Linked DNA regions of Mus musculus: region 1 is linked to region 2. The links are chromatin contacts, called in public Hi-C maps. All regions are on one chromosome and are shown on one strand. Each heading gives the region's core, a stretch centred on a gene start, on an enhancer-like site or on the middle of the called end of the contact. The rest is flanking DNA. Distances are from core to core; before and after follow the strand shown.

The links. Hi-C and Micro-C count contacts between places; a contact is called where the count stands out from the background.
Region 1: a Hi-C map of the N1E-115 cell line shows a contact between it and region 2, with 6 times the contacts expected there. The contact joins two enhancer-like sites. A contact is called at or near these places in 1 of 484 Hi-C or Micro-C datasets (the N1E-115 cell line) and 1 of 9 other capture datasets (adipose tissue).

What each region holds. Positions count from the first base shown.
Region 1 is chr6:13,020,097-13,023,838 of GRCm38.p6, reverse strand. No RefSeq gene overlaps it. Among named protein-coding and RNA genes, the nearest start is that of Tmem106b, 48 kb to the left of the region's middle. Within about 2 kb of position 2,153, at least 26 of the 459 cell types and tissues checked have an H3K27ac peak or open chromatin away from gene starts, as enhancers often do. A contact at or near this core is called in the N1E-115 cell line, where this site is marked.
Region 2 is chr6:12,558,928-12,562,737 of GRCm38.p6, reverse strand. The region is part of intron 1 of Thsd7a (thrombospondin, type I, domain containing 7A); the gene reads left to right. Among named protein-coding and RNA genes, the nearest start is that of Gm38583, 120 kb to the right of the region's middle. Within about 2 kb of position 2,042, at least 2 of the 459 cell types and tissues checked have an H3K27ac peak or open chromatin away from gene starts, as enhancers often do. A contact at or near this core is called in the N1E-115 cell line, where this site is marked.

The DNA of each region.
Region 1 (3,742 bases), core at 904-3,403, 460 kb before region 2:
GTTGGTTATTGAATCAAGTTTCAGTGTTTTTAGTGTTTATGGACATGTAAATATTACTCACAACAGGTAGTTTGAATTGTATGGATAAAAAAAATATGCCTTGTGTTAATATTCTAGTAAAAATAAAGTGGATTCTCTTGTCTTTGATACAACTTTCCTTTCTTCCCCAGGATAAATGAACACTACAGAGAGTCAGTAAACAAACCAGAGCCTGCCTCAGGACAGGGGTGTGGGTCACTGGCTGTGCATCACATAGAATTTTTAGTGTTCTAAAAAAAAGTCCCTGTGAAGTCAGTTCTCTTAACTCTCATCTGAGTAGCCTGGAAGCAAATGACACAAGGGCAGATCTGGATTTTCCTTCTTCTTACTTCCTTCTTCCTAGTTCTCTGACACTTGAACCTTGTCCTGTCCTTTCTTATGCTGTCCACTGTTGAGTCTCCAGACCCAACTTTTGCTCTTGGTGTTATTTTTGTGAAGGAGGTATCTCAAAATGAATGAACATTCCCTAAGTCTCATGTGAAAAATATCAAAAAAGTACTGTTTATGATAAATTAAGTTGGTACTGGGAACAAGAGTTTGGAGCAGGGGGAGTCTGTACAAGGTTGATTTCTGTTCTTGGGCTTAGAGTAACAACCGAAGGAATGATGTGTACCCTCTCCAGCTACACTTTATTACAAAAAGCAAGTTAGACTTAGATTTCTATCTTAAGTAGTGCCAGGAGATAGGGCAAAAGGTAAGAGAGGAGATTATGGACTGAATATGAAATGTCCACCATAGGTCATGTGTTTGAAGGTGTACCCCAGTTGGTGGTTCTGTTGTGGGTAGTTGTGGGTTTTCCCATTCCACTGTGATCTGACCATCTTCTCTCTACAGGCCATGACCCTCAAACTGCCATCTTTTCCCACCCTGATGCTCCACAACTTCCAGACTGTGAGTTAGAATAAGTCTCTGCTCCCTCATGCCCTTTTTGTCAGGTCTCCATTTTACCACAGCAGCGAGGAAACTGCCGAACCCCTGGGAGTATGGAACTCGAGATCCTGACAGAAAGGACAATTGGAATGTTTGTCAGTAGTCCTGATGCTGATGCTAATCTTTTTTTAGATTTTCTTTATATTTTAAATAAAGGAGGCTACTTCCAATAGCATATATATTTAAACTATCTATACAATTATTTCTTTTTCTACCTTATGTATTGTAATTGTTTTTGGGAAGGTAGAACCCCAATTTGTACAATTATTTTGAACCACTCACCCACTAGAACCCATGTCATTTGAGCACATGAAGATATATATTTCAGACTATCTTCAAAATATACCTTCTCAGGGTTTGGCAAGATGGCTCAGCAGGGAAGAGTACTAGTTGTCATTTCAGAGGACCCAGGTTCCAGTCCCAGCACCAATATGGCAACTCACAGTGGTTTGTAACTCCAGTCCAAGAGGCTATGATTCCCTCTTCTGGTCTCTGAAAGCACTGCACATGTGCAGTGTGTAGACTTACATGTAGACAAAACATCCATACACATAAAATGAAACAAAATATTAAAAATTAAATTTGTATTTACCTTTAAAACATTAATTTTCAAGTTAAAATTAATAACAATTTTAGAATTTCCAATTGTTTAATACCAGGTCTTGAGCACTAAAAAGGTGAAGACTAAATATCATATTTACTTTTGTTACCAATTTTTGTCTTAATTATTAAATATCTACAGTACTAATGATATATGATTGAAAACAATAAAAATAAGTTAGTCTCATGCAGAAAAGTTCCAGCCTAATGTTGATCTAATTCCATGTCTTAGCTTTACAGTCAGTATGTAGAACATTAGTATAAAAGCTGAGGCTCAACTCATGGCACAATGTGTTTCTTAGTGCAAGTAGCTATCATTTCAGGTCCAGTAAGCAAACAGAGACCAGTCATTCATTCCATGCAGCTTGTGATGAGCTGCCATAGAGACCACTCATTCATTCCATGCAGCTTGTGATGAGCTGCCAATGGAAAGAAATGTCTCCCCTTGTTCAACAAGCTTCATTTCAAACCAGTGACTTGAAGGTGAAAGGTTGTGGATTTTGTTATCAATCATCTGAGCTACACACTTGTCTGGCAGCAGAGCACTGACTCAGACAGGAAGAGGCAGGGAGAGTGACGGGATTCAAATCATTAGTGCATCATCCCACTCTACTTCAGAAATACCACATACTGCAGATGATATAATCACTATGGAAAATAATCTCCCTTTTATTCTAACATGTGGAATGACACAGGGAAAATGCACCGAATGGGGTTTTCTGCAAATGGCTGTGCATTTGGTAAAAAAATGTTCATCTGCTGTTTTTAGGTCTTCCTCCTCCTCTGTGACTGTCAAACAATGGCAGCATGATGGATTGCGTCACCCAGAGCAGATCCCCTGTGAACAGGCGCTGGCCTCTGTTTAATAGCATTACAGGCCTGACATTACACTCCCCGTTAAAATGCTTGGAGAATAAGTTATTTTACTTTCTGACCACATGCTCACTCTTTGTTTTTTAAGCAAGAAATATATGTTTGGAAACTTAAAAATAATGATTGTGGAGATTAACTGGCAGAAAATTCAAGAACTTCGGTGAGAACCCTCTCTTGTTTAATGAGGACAATTCATTTAAAACTTTTCTTCATGACAGAAAAAGGTGAAGGCAGAATAGGGCCAGATGCCAGGTGGCATTAAATATTTAATAAAACCTAGCAATGCACTCCGGTATCTCTGAAAACCTGAATTTTAATAAGTATTGTGTTGGGAATGTCTTTTCTAGAAAGATTCCAAAATAACGGGTTTCAACTATGAATGTAGGTAAGTTGCTTTCTTTGTGACTTGTTTCACCTCAGATGTGAACACAAAGGGACCTGGGTTATGCAGCTTATGTGACAGTGCAGGACAGGCTTAGAAATGGCTAAAATAATAACCGTTAGAATGTGGAGAGTTTATTTTACTTATAGAAGTACCAGAGCTAGTAATAAACTTTGTAAGAGTACAAAACCAAGAGGGAGAGCACACACTTAGAATCCCAGCACTCAGGAGGCTCTGCAGGATAAAATCACAGCCTGGGCAGTGTAGTCAGACATTCTTAGAAAATCAGGCAAGCAGAGAGGAGAGCAAAAATCCACAAAAACAAGCAAAAAAAAATATTTTAGTGCTATGAAGATATTATATTTCCAAAGCATTGGGTCTAAATGAAAGTATAGTCAATGAAAGAATAAAAACACATGTGTTTTAGATTTATTTTCATTCTCTGTCTCTGTCTCTCCTTCTCCCTTTCCCACTCCCCCCCGTCCCCTTCTTTCTGTGTTTTCAGGGCACCTGATACACTCTTTTACACTCCAGAAACACTCACACTTACATGTGCACACACATACTGAAACTGGAGTTAATGACAGTGGCTAGCTGCCCTCTGTTGTGCTGCAAAAGAAACTGTGGTCTTGTACAGCTGTAGTAAGAACTCTTCTCTGCTGATCCATTTCTCCAGTTCTCAGAAATAGTAGATATTTTGTTTTCATTTACAGATGTAGAAACTATGGCTTTCATATTTTTAAAAATTCCAGAGAATAATTTTGTAGGTAATTTTGCTACCTGTTGGTCAGTTCCTGACGGCTTTACCACAGCTGCCAATTGAATAATTGGTTTATAATGTCACTTGCATATTGTGTGTCACAAAATTACTGTTTCAAGAGCCTTAAAGAGGTGGCTCATTTCATCACCACCATGAAC
Region 2 (3,810 bases), core at 793-3,292:
CACGAACAATTGGTTTTTTACACCAAATCTTTTGGCATGTTCCAGTGAGTACAAGGCATACAAGATTGTATTACTGTTCTGAGGAGGATCCTGGCAATCTCAGAGATGGTTCCACGCCTTTTTCTTTTTCCATAACAGTACTCAAAGGAGGAGAGTGAAAATAAGCCAAGTGTGGGTAGAAGGTGAAATAAACATAGGACTACACCAGCAGGACTCCACATTTGGAGCAACAGTTACTGAGAGGAGTGAGGGATTTCTTCATAAATTGCCAGGGCTAATTGGTACACTTCCCATGGGCACATCATGTAGAAGAGCTGGAAATTGCAAAGCTTTGAGCCAAATCGTATGTCTACTCTACCACACACTTCTCTTAGTATTCTTTCTAATTCCAAAGTGATCAGAAAATAGCTGTCCCCTGAGAGATTGATAAATGGAGCCATGACACAGTGAAGGAGCAAAGTATTATATAAGCATAGGTTAGGTATAAACATGGAAAAGCAGATTAAGTGACTGTGAGTAGTTAAATCTGTGGGCAAATAGAGAAATGAAATTATTTTCTATAATATTATGAGATGTAAATGATGATTATGAAACAAATTTGTCCTAATCCTGTATAGATATGGGGATGTATATAATTGCCCAGTAGGTTGACAACAACATATGAAGTTATTTACGACTGAGAAGACATTCTCTATTTAGCAGCAATTCCATATACTTTTTACACATTCTGCTTTAGTAAAAACCAAATGGATACACTTTTGCTGTCTATAAATTTTAGAACATAATATTTCATAGCAAACAAGACATGGGAATCCATGCATAACAAAGCTCAGGAAATGCTCTTTGACCTTGTGCTAAGCAGGACATGCTGGTCTTGGATCACCTTCAGGAGGAAAACATATTGTCTCATTTGAAAGATGCAGATATATTTAGCCAAATAAGAACCTGCCTCATTTAAGAGTTTTATAGCAAACACGAATGGAGAGTAGTTTGCATAATGTTCTTGTGTTCATTTAATAGTGTTTATCTTTTATAAGGCTCTTTACATAGGTGCTGGCCACCTGTCAGCAACATGATTTTTATGGACTCAGCCTGGTCTAACGCCCTTGACATATAAAATCAACAGTCTTAGAAGAAGAGTGTGTTGAGCGTGCTGAGGCAACTGCTAATTCTGCATTCCGTAATTCATCTTTTGTCAGGGAAACAGAGAAATTTGAGTTACAGGAAGAAGATGCATTATAAAATTCTCTCCGGTAACGTAAAATAATCTATATTTTTCTGAATTTTTTCAAAGTTGGTATACAGCTGCATTTTATACACTAGCTACATGGAAACCAAGCCAAATACCATTCACATAATGTTTTTTTTTGTCTCAGTGTTACTTAATTTTACATGCATTCTACTTAGAAATATTTGTTTTATAATTGTATTAATGAATAAAGGCTTTGGGACTACAAAAAGTTGCTTTAACTTATTTTTGGTAAAATAAGACAAGTAATGTTTCTCTCCACATTTGCATAAAATCTGTCAAGCTCAGTTTTTTTACACATATTTATTGACCTACATCCTAGACAGATTTTTGCACGACAGTGAATAAACACAGTCCTACAAACCTATACACGGGGAGACATTTCTATTCATAAAGCATCCATGCCTTAAAGGAGAAAGCTGTTTATTATTCATTTGTCCAATTAGATTCCAACTTCCTCTAAATTATCATGAACAAAGAGAAATGAAGAAGGTTTCAACCCATGGGAAATTCTTCTTGCTCTTGTTAGAAAGCACATACAAACCGTAGCCCATCTCTATGTCTTCTCACTCATGGTAATGTTAGCTGTGGGCTAACTCTTAACCTTTATGCAGAGATACTTGATGCTATGTGTCACTGCCTCACATCATGCTTGGCAGTGAACTTTCTGTTTCCCTTAATAGAATTTGCATACTTTGTTTTCAAGCTGTATTTTAAACCATGTGTGCTCTTAGAAACAGTAGCTAATTGGGTTAACTATGCTTGGTTGTCAAGAGCAATTTTAGATGTGGTCTTCATTCTACGCAGTGTGCGATTATTTCAAGACTGCTTGGAGGGCATAAGTAGACAGACATTCATTGGGTGTAGTGTGGTGAAAATCTGATCATTCATGAGAGTACTTAATTGGACACAATGCAAAACCCAAGGTGCAATGAAAAGATAAGACAGCAGTTAGAGCCTGCAAGGTGGATGAGTTATTTTAGTAATGATTGTATTGCCACTTCTGTTCTTTGCATTTACCCTCATGCATGTTTTTCTTTAGGTTCATTATAGGTCTCTGTTGCATTATCATGGAATATGCTATCATCTAGTTCTCAGAGAGAGTGTGTACTACTGAACAGTGTTATCTCTGAGGAGTCACTTAGTCAGAATCTATACTGCATGTGAACCATATTTACCTTCATAATGTCCTTTTGTTTAGTGATTGAAATATCTTGAAAAAGAAATACAAACCATGAAATACAACTAGTCATCCATTAAATTAATGCCAGTGCAAAGTTTATATTCATAAATATAATCAAGCATATGTGAAAGATGGTCCACATATATGTATGATATTAAATACATGCAAAAATAAAATCAAAGACACATTATATGCTTATATGCGTGTCCTTATGTACCACAGGACCATGTACAATAAATATATACAATGGGAATTTTTAATTAAGAATTTAACAGAAGAACATTAAACAAAAATGTTCTTACCTTTCTAGTAAGTTAGAGTCACAATAAATGATGTCATATGTTTCTGTGCATCAAAGCATCACCTAGGAAATTTTAAAATTCCATTGTTCAATAACTTATTTTCATTGACTGTTGTGTAGATATCTCTTATGAGTTGAAACATTCACTCCTGAGCGATAGAGGGAACATACAACTCAGGAAAGTAATGAACCTTGATCTAAAAGTTCAGAAAGTCATAATGCTTACAGAACTGCTGCTCATTGTTTTAAAAGCTTTTTCATTAAAAATAATTAATATAATAAATTTGAATAATATTTTCCCATCTCACATCTTCCCCACCACCTACTTACCCATCTTTACATTCTCTCTCTTTCTCTATCTCCCTCTCACTCACTGTTTCTCTCACTCAACAAGACACAAACAAAAACCAAACCAAGAGGCATACATACAACCCACCCCCACAGAAACACACACACACAAAATCAAAATAAGTAATCAAAAATCTACTAAACAGGAAATGTCCAAACAAAACAAAATAAGGTAAAAACTGTAAAAGACCATCTAGGCCATTTTGAGTTGATCAACTCCTCATGACCCTAGGTTTAACCTAAGGTGTGTTTTACAAATACAGTGAGACTCCATTGGAGAAACCTGACTTTGCCCTTGCCATTGGGTATCAATTGTAGATAGCTTCTTATGGGTGGGAGCCTGGGTTTACTTACTCTGTGCTAGGACCCCTTATGCATACTGGCAACCTCTTTGTAAGCTCATATGAGTATCAGTTCTGTTGTGCCTGGAGAATGCTGTTGCCTTGGAGCCATCCATCCCTTCTGGCTACTATAGTCTTTCTCTTCCACATTAACCCTAAACCTTGAGAGGAGAGCTTGCAGAAGACATCCAATCATCCAGTTTAGAACTTTGTGCTTCAAATTCTCTCACCTGTTTAACCTTGTGTAGTTCTGGGTCATCCACTGCAAGAAGCAGCTTCTCTAATGATGGCTGTTGCTATGGCCCTTTGGCAGAATAATAGTATTCAAATATTATTGAAATAACTAACCCTCTTTCTAATTAGAATTCCACGAGACAGAATAACTACC